Linked DNA regions of Pan troglodytes: regions 2, 3 and 4 are each linked to region 1. The links are chromatin contacts, called in public HiChIP or PLAC-seq maps. All regions are on one chromosome and are shown on one strand. The core of a region is the stretch at or near the end of the contact, and the rest is flanking DNA. Distances in the headings are between cores, read along the strand shown.

Region 1 (2,783 bases), core at 195-2,694:
CCGGGCGTGGTGGCACACGCCTGCAGTCCCAGCTACTCGGGAGGCTGAGGTAGGAGAATGGCGTGAACCCGGGAGGCGGAGGTTGCAGTGAGCAGAGATCGCGCCACTGCACTCCAGCCTGGGCGACAGAGCTAGACTCCGTCTCAAAAAATAATAACAACAACAATAAAAAAGTTTTTAATCCTAGTATTGGTCTCTAAATATAAATGCAAACAAGCCCAAAACAGGAATCATATGCTCCAGCAAGTACATTTACTGTTTGTAGGTGTATGGAAAAGGGGAAGAAAAGAGACTGAGGTTTTGGATAGTGCTTCACTATTTTCATAAGTTTAAAAGGTAGGTTCATGAAGTATCCACAAAGATAAAGCAGTTTAACCCAAGAATAGCTCACCCTCGGCAGTCTGTAACTTGGTGGGGGGCGGGGGGATGGGGAAAGCTATTCCTACTACTTTCTAGAGCAGCGGGAGAAAATAGCCTTAATAATCCAATTATGTTAATCAACAAAAACCAATTTCACAGACTGGCCGCAAACCTAGAGAAGGCACCTATCACAGCTACCATTCTACACAACTCTATTGCCTAACGCAGAAGAGGTGAGACACTTAGAATCTTTCTTACTTTCCTGACGTGGCTGGAGACTTGAAATTAACTTGCAAATTGAGCATTCTCTCTAATAAAAACTGCTCCCACACATGCCAGGGCCAAACCCGAGTAGTCTGAGGTCCCGGATCCCTCCAGTGGCGCAGCTTTCGGAAGCCTGTCTTGGGGGGGAAAAGTTCAGCAACGAAGTCGCAGGCTCTTAAACCTTTCTCCCCAATTCCTTCTCTCCGACGCTAAAGCGGTGGCCGGGGCAGGCCCGCGGAGGGCGGCCTGGAGAGCGATACTCCCGGGGCCTCCACCAGACCCCACTCCTTTCCGCGTCTCCCGATGCCTGGGAATCCGGGGCGGGTCTGAGAGGGCTGGGGCAAAAGGAACAGTCACCTTCGCGGCGAGAAAGAGGGTGGAGGCAGGAATTCGGGCCAGGCTCTCCCGGAGCTGGCCAGGACTGGCCGAGCCCGACCCCGCACTAACCCGCGAGAGAGGTAGGGCAGCGAGGGTCCGCCGCGGCCCCAGCGCCTACTGCTGGGGGAAGGGGCGGGGGCTCCGGAGCCCAGGGCCGAGCGGGGAGGAGGCAGAGGAGGAGGAGAGGGAGGCGGGGCGGGCAGGCCCGGCCCAGGAGCTGGGCGGCGCGACTCACCTCTGCTCCCGGCCTGCGGGGCCAGAGTAGCCAGGATCCCGCGCAGCTCCGACGCGGAGATCCGCACACGCTCCAGGCCTTCCGCCATCTTCGCGGCTGCTGCTACAGCCGTAGCGGCTCCGCCACCGCCGCGCGCAGCCAGGAAACCACCACAGACGGGCGGCGCGCGCGCTCGCCCACCTCCCGGCCTTTCCCCGCCCCCTGCCGCCCTCCCTTTCCGAACGACGGTGGCCGCGCTGGGAGGAAAAGCGCCCGCCGCCGGTTCCAGAGGGGCGGGACCGGAGCGAGAGCCTGGGTGGGGCGGGCGGGCGCTGCGCGTGCGCAGAGGTGCGGCCGGGGAGGCGCGCGGAGGCTGGAGCTGGAGGTGCGGCGCCGGTGAGCTGAGGTGAGGCGAGGCCGGGCCGTGCCAGGCCAGGCGGGCGTTTGCGGCGGTGGCTGCCGTTGCTGTTGTCGTGGACACCAAGGACACTGCTAGTCTGGGACTCGGGTTGACAGAGACACCCCTCAGCCTGGGCTCCTCTGGACACCTTAGGCCAGGCTCTCCCGCCACAGGCCCGGCCTAGCGCCGCGGGCCATTACTTGGGACCTTGAAGATCTGCTAAGAGTTATTAGTATTCCTTTTTTTTTTTTTTTTTTTTTTTAGTTGGAGTCTCGCTCTGTTGGAGACTCCCGGGCTGGAGTGCAGTGGCGCGATCTCGGCTCACTGCAAGCTCCGCCTCCCGGGTTCAAGCTTTTCTCCCGCCTCAGCTTCTCTACTATTCCAATTTCTAAGATTAGGAAACTGAATCCCAGAGAACGGAAGTAAATTGCCCAGGGTGACACCGTGGATAAAAACCTATCAAAGCCTTTTTCATTACAGCAAGCCACATCCCCAAACCCTCTTTTTTTTTTTTTTTTTTTAGACGGAGTCTCGCTCTGTCGCCCAGGCTGGAGTGCAGTGGCGCGGTCTCGGCTCACTGCAAGCTCCGCCTCCTGGATTCAAGCGATTCTCCTGCCTCAGCCTCCCTATAGTAGCTGGGATTACAGGTGCACGCCACCAAGCCCGGCTAATTTTTGTATTTTTTGTAGAGACGGGGTTTCACTAGGCTGGTCTCGAACTCCTGACCTCAGGTGATCCACCCGCGTCGGCCTCCCAAAGTGCTGGGATTACAGGCGTGAGCCACCGCGCCCGGCCGCCCCCTGACTTTTAAAAACTAGATACGATATAGTTGGAATCGTGTGGAAGGAAGTACATCAGGAGGCATATAAGTCCATTTGGGACCTGTAATCCCGGCGACTCGGAAGGCTGAGACGGGCGGATCGCTTGAACCCGGGAGGCGGAGACTGCAGTGAGCCGAGATCGCGCCACTGCACTCCAGCCCCGGAGTCTCCAACAGAGCGAGACTCCGCCTCAAAAAAAAAAAAAGTCAATTTGGGAATTTCTGTGTCACTATGGATTCTTGAAAAAAATTACTGCTGTGGATCTCAGGTTGACTTTTTAATTTCCCATCTTTAAAATTGAACTATACCAGAAGGCTGGTACTTGAATCTTTTTTTGGAGAACTGT
Region 2 (2,783 bases), core at 83-2,582, 660 kb before region 1:
GAAGGACAGGCACAGTCAGAGGGTCGCCTCGGCTGGCGTTCCCCCGCCCCAGGGCCATCATGGGAATGCTAGAGGAAGTGACGGGCCGGGAGACTTGGGGGACAAGGGTGCCCTGACAGATAACAGAGCAGTGCTCCAGGTGAGAGCGGGGGCCGAGGCCGGCCGGGGGCGCAGATCTGTCTGCCACCTCCCCGCTTCCTGGCCGACCTGCTGTGCAGCATGCAAACCTTGCTTGAGTGCCCACCGAGGGCTGGACGCTGAGTCCTGGGCTGGGTCCTTGCCCTCATACGGCACTCACCGGGTCCTCAGGGTTCCCTGGGGCGCCTGCGCCGGCGGTCGCCCATTCGGGCTCCTGTCCGTGCTGGTGCCCGGGCCGCCCGGCCTGCCCCCGCGCTCGCTCTTTAGCCTGCGGAGTCGCGGCTTCGCCAGGCTGCTGGCGCTCCCTCTCGCGGTCCTGCGCGGCGCGCAGCTGGGTCTGCACGGCCGCCAGCTTGTGCCGCAGCTCAGCGTTCACCAGCAGGAGGCGCTGCAGCTGCTCCTGCAACTGGGAGCGGAGCAAAGGGTGGGGTGGGCGGGGCACCGAGGGCCCCCGGAGCCCCGCCCCGCGCCCGCCTCGCTCCGCCCCCGCCCCGCCCCGCCCCGCCCGCGCCCCGCCCTCACCGCCTCGGTCTCCTGGCCGCGCTGCCGCAGGTCGCGGTTGTGCGCCCGGAGTTCGTCCCGCTGTCGGTCCGTGACCTCCTTGAGCTGCCGCAGCAGCGCGCGCTCCTCTGAGGAAGGGGCGTTCTTAGCGGCGGCGGCGCGCGGCCCGCGGGAGGGAGGGGAGGACCCGAGCAGGTCGCCACCCGCCCTGCCCTGGCCGGGGCTGCGCTTACCCTGTGGCCCCGCGCGCAGCTCCCTGCGGAGGCGCTCGTTCTCCTCCCGCAGCCGCCGCAGCTCCTGCTCCGCCTGCTGCGCCGACACCTGCAGCTGGGGAGACCCCGGTCTCAGGCTTCGGCCCTGCCGGCCCCGTGGGTGGCGAAGGGAGGGCCATGACTCACCGAGTCCGGGGCGGGCCCCACGGCAGCCTGTTCCAAGAGCTCCAGCGCCCGCACCACTAGCGGCACCAGCCCGGCCGCCGCCTCCGGCCCGAAACGGCGCGCCAGATCCTGCAGCTCAGTGCCCAGGGCCCCGGCTAGATGGTACACAAGCTCCGCGGCCGATGCCGACCCCGCGGCCTCCCGAGACCCCCAGCCAGGCGCCCCAGGCGCCGCCCTCCTGGGCTCCATGTCTCCCAGAGGCTTAGGGCTGCAACCCCCCCCCCCCCCCCCCGCCTCCACTGGGACGGGGAAAAGCGAAACAGTTCCGCCCCAGGAAGCCGTTTAGGGCGGTGTGGGCGGGGTAGAAGCGATAAGGGTAGGGAGGAACGAGGAAGGGAGAAGGCGTGGGGTAGGGAGATAGTGCCCTAGGTCGCCTGGGCCCTGTCCTTTCCACCCCCAAGGTCACAGGAAACAAGACAGCCAACTTCCAGCCAGGCGTCCAAGAGCTGAGGCTCAGGGCTGCAAGTGGTCACTTGAGTGGAGCCCTCCCCACAGGCCCAATCCAGGCTCCGCCCGTTTGGAGTCATGGGGCCAACTTGGCAGTGGCCGGCTCCAGGCGAGAGGTGACAGGTAGGCAGCCGGTCTCTGGCCTCCGCCCGGCTGTACACAAACTGCCTGCCTGTGTGCTTGTTTTCCTGACCAGGACTGACACAGAAAGCTTAAAGGGCTGGGCTGGACACCGCAGCCGCTCAGCACAAGCCACAGAGTTCCTAGACCCGGGAAAGGGCAACTGCTCCCAAAACTGTGGAAAGGAGGCGAGAGCTTCCAAGTAGTTTTGTGGAGAAAGCAGCAAATGTGGTCAAGGCAGCGGAGTGTGAAAGCCCAGCCCCGCCTCAGGTCTCCAGAGTCCAGGGGCTATTTACCCCAAAGCCCTGAATAGGAAGGGGGCCTCACACTCCCCCTTCACAGCCGAGCCCAGCATCTTGCTGTGAACCGCTCCAGTCCGGCCTCCTGTTAGACCTAAATCCAGAATTTGAGTTCGGGGGGAAAAAAAAAAACAAACCAGCCCCTGAACTCCTATTTATACAAAATTTATTATTATATTTTATTCAGGATGACAAGCCATCAGGAGGTCAACAACACAAGCACAGACAGAGGGAAAGAGGCCAAACTGCTGAATGTCAGCGGCCTGTCTGGAGGGGCTGAGGCTCCGGCCTCGGGAGGCTGAAGCAGGAGGCAGGGAAACAGTCAGGCATACAGGTCCTCCCGATCCGCAGAGTAAACCTCCCCCTCCTGCAGGAGAGCAAAGTTGAGGAAGTGGGAGGGCCTGTGCACCTCGTGGTAGAACTCTTTGGGGTTCGCCAGCTGTAGCTCATATTTCATGTTGGGGTCATGCCGAACACCTTCGGGGAGAAGGAAACAGCCAATGTTAACAAGGCTCCTGCCTCATGCAGCCTGCGCCACCTCCAAGCCAGCCAGGCCCCAAGTGCAAAGGGCGATGGCCTCACCTTATCCCTACTGCTATCCCCACATCCCCAGGCTCCTCCCACTTACCCATGAAGTTGTAGTTCCACGAGGACTGGGCAGGGACCATGAAGAAGCCAAGGAAACGGTCCGACAGCAGCATCTGCACCCTCTCATAGTGTGAAGGCAGGTAGCCCTTGGGGTTGTTGCCCTTGTCTGTGTTCTGGCGGCCCCATTCGTAGCCACTGGGGGTCAGCTTGTAGGCCGTCAGTGTACAGGAGCCTGGTGTGAAGCTGGGGGAGG
Region 3 (2,783 bases), core at 119-2,618, 630 kb before region 1:
ATGGCGGAACTTCCTGTTGGTCATGTCTCCATGGTCTCGAATGATCTTCCTGACATGTTCTGGGGGCATGTCTTCCTTCTGGGCATCCACAAACCCAAACTTCCGCTTTTCTGCATAGCGCTTGGCCTGCAATTGCTGCCATTTTCGAGCTGGAAAGGAACCTCAGTTTAAAGGCCTGCACACCCTCGCCTAATCCTCTTCACCTCTTGCCCTAGGGTAAGCTCCTGTCAGTGAGTGTGAGGGAGGAGCAGGCACCAGCAGGAAGAAGCACCCCTTGCCAATTCCCTTACCATTTTACTCTATTTTTCCTTTCATCACATTGATCACTATCTGACTTTTTTTTTATTTTTTTGAGAGTTGTTTCGCTCTGTCTCCCAGGCTGGAGTGCAATGGTGCGATGTCGGCTCACTGCAACCTCCGCCTCCTGGGTTCAAGCCATTCTCCTGCCTCAGCCTCCCCAGTAGCTGGGATTATAGAGACGCGCCACCACACACGACTCATTTTTGTATTTTTCGTAGAGACGAGGTTTCACTGTGTTGGCCAGGCTGGTCTGGAACTCCTGACCTCAGGTGATCCGCCCGCCTGGGCCTCCCAAAGTGCTGGGATTACAAGCGTGAGCCACCGCGCCCGGCCTGACATTTTTATTACAGAGCCTCGAGGTTTTGTTATTGTCTATCTCTCCCGCTGTAATTTAAACCCCGTAAGGACAGGAATTTTGTCTCCGTCACTACTGTACCCCCGCTGGATCAGCGCTTGCAAATAATACGCGCTTAAAATGACTTGATGAAAAATTAACTGGAAATAACAAGGGAGCTGACACCTCAGGAGCTGCCCAAACGGGGAGGGTCCCCACCCGCCTGCGCGCGCGCACACCCGCCCCGCCTCCGGCCCGCGCGCCGCTCCACACTCCCGCCTCACCTTTCTCCTGCAGCTTCTCCTCCGACATGTAGTCCGGTAGCGGGGCTAGAGGGCCAGGCACCGGGTTACCCGGCCCTCGATAAGGAAATACTCCGGCCATATCCGGAGAATCTGGGGAGCGGCGGGATAAAAAAATTCACTAACCACAGGCCCGGGCCCACAAGAAGCGCAGCAGAAAGGCGTCCGGGGACCCCGGCCTGCAGTCCCGCCACACAGTGCATCCAGCCCCGCCCGGCCTAACCCCTTCGGTCACTCGCCCCGACCCGACCACGCCTCCCGCAGCCCGGCCTTAAACGCCTGCCACGCACCTCACAGGCCCTCACACAAGAGGCCGCTTTCCCCGCAGCGCAATGGCGGCCAGTCTGCGTCCGCTCCTCGTTCCCAGCGCCGGGAAGTGCGCAACCCGAGTTCAGCAGTTGATCCAGTCGGCGCCGAGGTGCTCAGATGGATTAGTGAGACGACCAATTAGAGTTGCACACTGCGCCGAGGAGGCGGGCCCATAGGCGGAAAGGCTTTGAACGCAAGGGGGTGTGGTCGGGGTGAAGCCCCGCCTCCTCCATTTCCGAGGCTGTTTCTGGGGCCTCTGACAGACCTCAGCGTGATGGGCTCCCGGCGTCGCACTGTGAGAGACCGAAGTCTAAAGGGTTTGAATAAATTTGCCAAGATTGCGCATTGTACGATGTCTGTTGTCATCAATGTGTACATGCAATGCAGTACTAGCTCCTGGACAGTCATTTGTTCATGCATTCATTCATTTAACCATCACTGTCTACCAAGGACGAGGGATAAAGCAGGAAAAAAGACAACCAGTAGAGTTCACAGGGGAGCAGAAAGGCAGGCAAGAATTAAGACCTTGGCCGGGCGCGGTGGCTCACGCCTGGAATCGCAGCACTTTGGGAGGCCGAGGCAGGCGGATCACTTAAAGCCAGAAGTTCGAGGCCAGCCTGGCCAACATGGTGAAACCCCGTCTCTACTAAAAATACAAAAATTAGCCGGGCGTGGTGGCGGGCGCCTGTAGTCCCAGCTACTCGGGAAGCTGAGGCAGGAGAATCGCTTGAACCCGGGAGGGGGAGGTTGCAGTGAGCCAAGATCGCGCCACTGCACTCCAGCCTGGGTGACAGAGCGAGACTCTGTCTCGGGGGAAAAAAAAAAGTCTGAAATTCCGTGGAGGGTGCAGAGGAATTGTAACCCATACAGCCCCTGAATCTAGTTGAGAATTTACAAATCAAAGTGAAATAATTAGAAAAAAATTCAAAGGATGTCAATGTGCTTTCAGAACGGTAAAAATTTTTTAAATATTCCTTTTGTTTTTTTGAGACAGGGTCTCACTCTGTTGCCCAGACCGGAGTGCAATGGCGCGATCTCAATTCACCACAACCTCCACCTCCCAGGATCAAGCAATTCTCCTGCTTCAGTCTCCAGAGTAGCTGGATTACAGGCACGCGCCACTACTGCCGGCTAAGTTTTGTATTTTTAGTAGAAACAGGGTTTCACTATGTTGGCCAGGCTGGTCTCAAACTCCTGACCTTACGAAATCCTCCTGCCTCGGCCCTCCCAGAATGCTGGGATTACAGGCATGAGCCCCCATGCCCGGCCTGAAATCTATTTTTTAATGCAATGGGGAGTTTCAGCAAGGGCTGGGTGTTCTGAAGGTCCCTACAGTCAAAAAAGACAGAGGAGAATTGTTAAAGATTTGATGGAGATGGATGGATGTGAGGATTTCATAAAGGTAAATGGAGAGGAAGGAAAAAGGTAATCCCAAGTGGTAGAACTACTAGAAAGAGTTAAGAAAGAAGCCGGGCACGGTGACTCATACCTGTATATCCTAGCACGTTGGGAGGCAGCGGCGAGAGGGTTTGTTAAAC
Region 4 (2,783 bases), core at 173-2,672, 600 kb before region 1:
CCCTGGCATGGTGGGTGCCCTTGTATGGTGGGTGCCCTGGCATGGTGGGTGCCCTTGTATGGTGGGTGCCCTGGCATGGTAGGTGCCCTGGCCTGGTGGGTATCTGGACTCCCCAGCTGTGGCCAGCAGCCGCCTCCTCCCCCTAACTCAGCCTAAGACTGGGAGCCAAGCACCAGCTGGGGGCAGAAACTGTGGGAAATTATAGGACAGAAAAATGAAGAGAGGGCCAGGGGCGGTGGCTCATGCTTGTAATCCCAGCACTTTGGAAGGCTGAAGTGAGCGGATCACCTGAGGTCAGAAGTTCGAGACCAGCCTGGCCAACATGGAGAAACCCCGTTTTTACTAAAAATACAAAAAATTACTTGGGCATGGTGGCAGGTGCCTGTAATCCCAGCTACGTGGGAGGCTGAGGCAGGAGAATTGCTTGAACCCAGGAGGCGAAGGTTGCAGTGAACAGAGGCCGAACCACTGGACTCCAGCCTGGGTGACAGAGTGAGACTCCGTCTCAAAAAAAAAAAAAAAAAAAAGAATGAGGAGAGACTGGGAACCTCGGGCTGAACAGGGCTCCCCTCCTCCCTTCCTGTCTGGCTTCTCCCCTCAGAGTCTCACCACCAAATGATGACAGAGAAGATCCCAGGTCTTGCCCAAGGTCTGGTTCCACAGCAGGTCAGCTCCGTCTGCCAGGAAGTAACCTGTGGGCATGGGGGTAGGGGTTAGGCTGCTCCAGAGCCCGGGCAGCTTAGAGAGGATTTCCAGCCCCCCCGCCCCGCCCCTCTCCCAGTTCTTCGTTTTCCCTCGGTAAAGCCTTCAGGAACGTTTAACCCCCATGGGGGCGGGGAATGGACCTCGAAGGACAGCAGAAGCTGCCCCCCGCCCCATCCCCACCACCGGCCCAGCCTTCCCTGCAGACTCACCCACAGACACAGCCACCAGCACCAGAGCCCAGCGCGGGTGGCCATGGATGGGGTCGGCGGCCATCTGAGGGTACAGTGACAGGCTGGGGGCATGGGGTGGGGACATGGGGGGGGGGCATGGTCAGCCTCTCGAGGCCCCGGCCGCAGTCTCCCTGTGCGCACCCCCACCCCAGTCTCAGCTCTGGAGACGCCCGGCGGGTCTCCCGGCCTCAGCCTCCCACCCCTCGCCCTCGCCCCGTGCGCCTCGAGCCCCCAAGCCCGCACCCGAGCAGCGCCCCGGTCCCCGAGAGCAGGCTGTGCGCCAGGGAGACGCAGAGGTTCCACCACTGTCAGCGGTCCCGAGCCGCCGCAGCCCCCAGTGCAGCCCCCGGAACGCGAGGAAGGAGGCGCCGGCCACCAGGAGCCCCGTGGGAGCCATGGCCTGGCGGTTGGGGGGGTGCGGGGGGTCCGGGTCGGTCCCCTCGGCGCCCGCGCTCTCGGCCGGGACTGGGAACCCGCTTCCCGGCAGGGCTGGGGCCCCGGCTCCCCTCCCCGCCGCGCCTTCGGGATCAGCAGGAACTTTTCCCCGTTCGTCCACGCCCAGTCCCTCGCCTGTGCGGTGATTGGAGCAGCCGCGGGGCCGCCGCCCCCGGAGCCTTGGCCACCGATTGCGTCTTGCTCCAGCCGGGGGAGCGGTTCGGGGGCTCCGGGCAGTAGACCATGCCCTGGAGCTCGGGGGGCCTCCGGGATGTTCGCCAATAGGGGTCCTCCCCAGCTCCAAGCGTCCTGAAGCGCTGGAGTTGCAGACCTGGGTCTCCAGTCTAACCTCACCTGACACTCCCGGGCCCCACCCACGAACCTTGACCTCCTCTTCCCGGCTCCCGCGACTTTCACCTGCTGAGCGTCATCACCACCCACCGCCACACCCTGCAAGGCAGAGGCTAGCGCAGCCCACTCGTACCTGCCCGAGCCTGGCCGCCGCCCCCACTTCCCTCCCCGCGTCCGTGGTGGGGACGGGGTGCCCCACTTTCTTGGAGTCACCCCTTCTGCCTCCTGAGGTTTCCACGCCTTTACCATATCCCGGCAAACCTGTAATTCCAGCAGTTCTGCTCCCCCTCCCCCACAACCCCCAGGAGCCCCCATGTTGGAGAAGCGACCCACTGGGCCCCGGCCCGACCCCCAGCATTGTTTTCGGCCCTACGGAGGAGCCTCATTAGGAAGAGGACGCAAAAGGGAATCGCTGGCCCCCAGTCTTGAAAAGCACTTCCTTCCCCAAGGGCTTGGTACCCGTTGGGTGGGTAGAATATCTTCAATCCGAGGGCAAGGAAAGGTAACACAGGGTCCCTTCAAGGCTGGGACAGAGTCAGAAGAGAAAAACAGACCTGTCCTGCTCTCAGTAGCAGGGGGGTTAGGATTCCGGAACCCTCCAGCCTTAAGAGGAAGAGCCTCCCCCAGCCCCTCACCACCTGAAGAGCCCCAGGTTGCACTGCTTTCCTTCCACCTTACTCCACTCCACCTCTTCAGCTGGCAGACAGTCAGCAAGTCAGAGCTGTTTCCTGCAGGCTGAGAGGGAGGATTCCAGCTACTTCAAAGAATTAAGTTCATAAACCAAGAGGTGCCCCAACCAAACCTTCTCACCAAAAAAGCTGAGGTCTTCCCTTCATTCTTCTACTCCCACCTCTCCAAAGGTTTAAATAATAACACTGATCTCTTAAATTATATTTATTATATGAAATACAAAATGTAGAAAATTTGGAAATTACAGAAAAACCAAAGATGAAAATTACAGTGACTTTGTTCCACCATACAAAGATAACCACTCAACATTTTTTAGTATGCCTTCCGTCTTTTTTATCTGCTCTACGTATACAAGTATACACCCATATTTTA

Evidence for each region. HiChIP or PLAC-seq counts read pairs in DNA pulled down with a chosen protein or histone mark.
Region 2: an H3K4me3 HiChIP or PLAC-seq map of stem cell-derived excitatory neurons shows a contact between it and region 1, with 6 times the contacts expected there. The contact joins the promoter of RILP here to the promoter of SMG6 in region 1. A contact is called at or near these places in 1 of 1 datasets of contacts at active chromatin or transcription factors (stem cell-derived excitatory neurons) and 1 of 1 other capture datasets (stem cell-derived neural stem cells).
Region 3: an H3K4me3 HiChIP or PLAC-seq map of stem cell-derived excitatory neurons shows a contact between it and region 1, with 5 times the contacts expected there. The contact joins the promoter of PRPF8 here to the promoter of SMG6 in region 1. A contact is called at or near these places in 1 of 1 datasets of contacts at active chromatin or transcription factors (stem cell-derived excitatory neurons) and 1 of 1 other capture datasets (stem cell-derived neural stem cells).
Region 4: an H3K4me3 HiChIP or PLAC-seq map of stem cell-derived excitatory neurons shows a contact between it and region 1, with 4 times the contacts expected there. The contact joins the promoter of TLCD2 here to the promoter of SMG6 in region 1. A contact is called at or near these places in 1 of 1 datasets of contacts at active chromatin or transcription factors (stem cell-derived excitatory neurons) and 1 of 1 other capture datasets (stem cell-derived neural stem cells).

The regions. Positions count from the first base shown.
Region 1 is chr19:12,796,465-12,799,247 of NHGRI_mPanTro3-v2.0_pri, forward strand. It overlaps SMG6 (SMG6 nonsense mediated mRNA decay factor), which reads right to left and starts at 1,445. Exons shown (of 19, transcript XM_003315290.6): 1 at 1,238-1,445. The coding sequence starts at 1,325. SRR (serine racemase) reads left to right here and starts at 1,561. Exons shown (of 8, transcript XM_016931178.4): 1 at 1,561-1,622.
Region 2 is chr19:12,132,374-12,135,156 of NHGRI_mPanTro3-v2.0_pri, forward strand. RILP (Rab interacting lysosomal protein) reads right to left here and starts at 1,333. Exons shown (of 8, transcript XM_016931144.4): 1 at 1,038-1,333; 2 at 873-966; 3 at 661-767; 4 at 299-544. The coding sequence starts at 1,265. It overlaps PRPF8 (pre-mRNA processing factor 8), which reads right to left. Exons shown (of 43, transcript XM_016931138.4): 42 at 2,571-2,773; 43 at 2,092-2,419. The coding sequence ends at 2,265.
Region 3 is chr19:12,166,875-12,169,657 of NHGRI_mPanTro3-v2.0_pri, forward strand. PRPF8 (pre-mRNA processing factor 8) reads right to left here and starts at 1,369. Exons shown (of 43, transcript XM_016931138.4): 1 at 1,227-1,369; 2 at 919-1,029; 3 at 1-149. The coding sequence starts at 1,018.
Region 4 is chr19:12,192,232-12,195,014 of NHGRI_mPanTro3-v2.0_pri, forward strand. It overlaps TLCD2 (TLC domain containing 2), which reads right to left and starts at 1,423. Exons shown (of 3, transcript XM_054669934.2): 1 at 1,179-1,423; 2 at 610-692. The coding sequence starts at 1,332. LOC129137515 (a long non-coding RNA gene) reads right to left here. Exons shown (of 5, transcript XR_010152744.1): 5 at 2,603-2,783.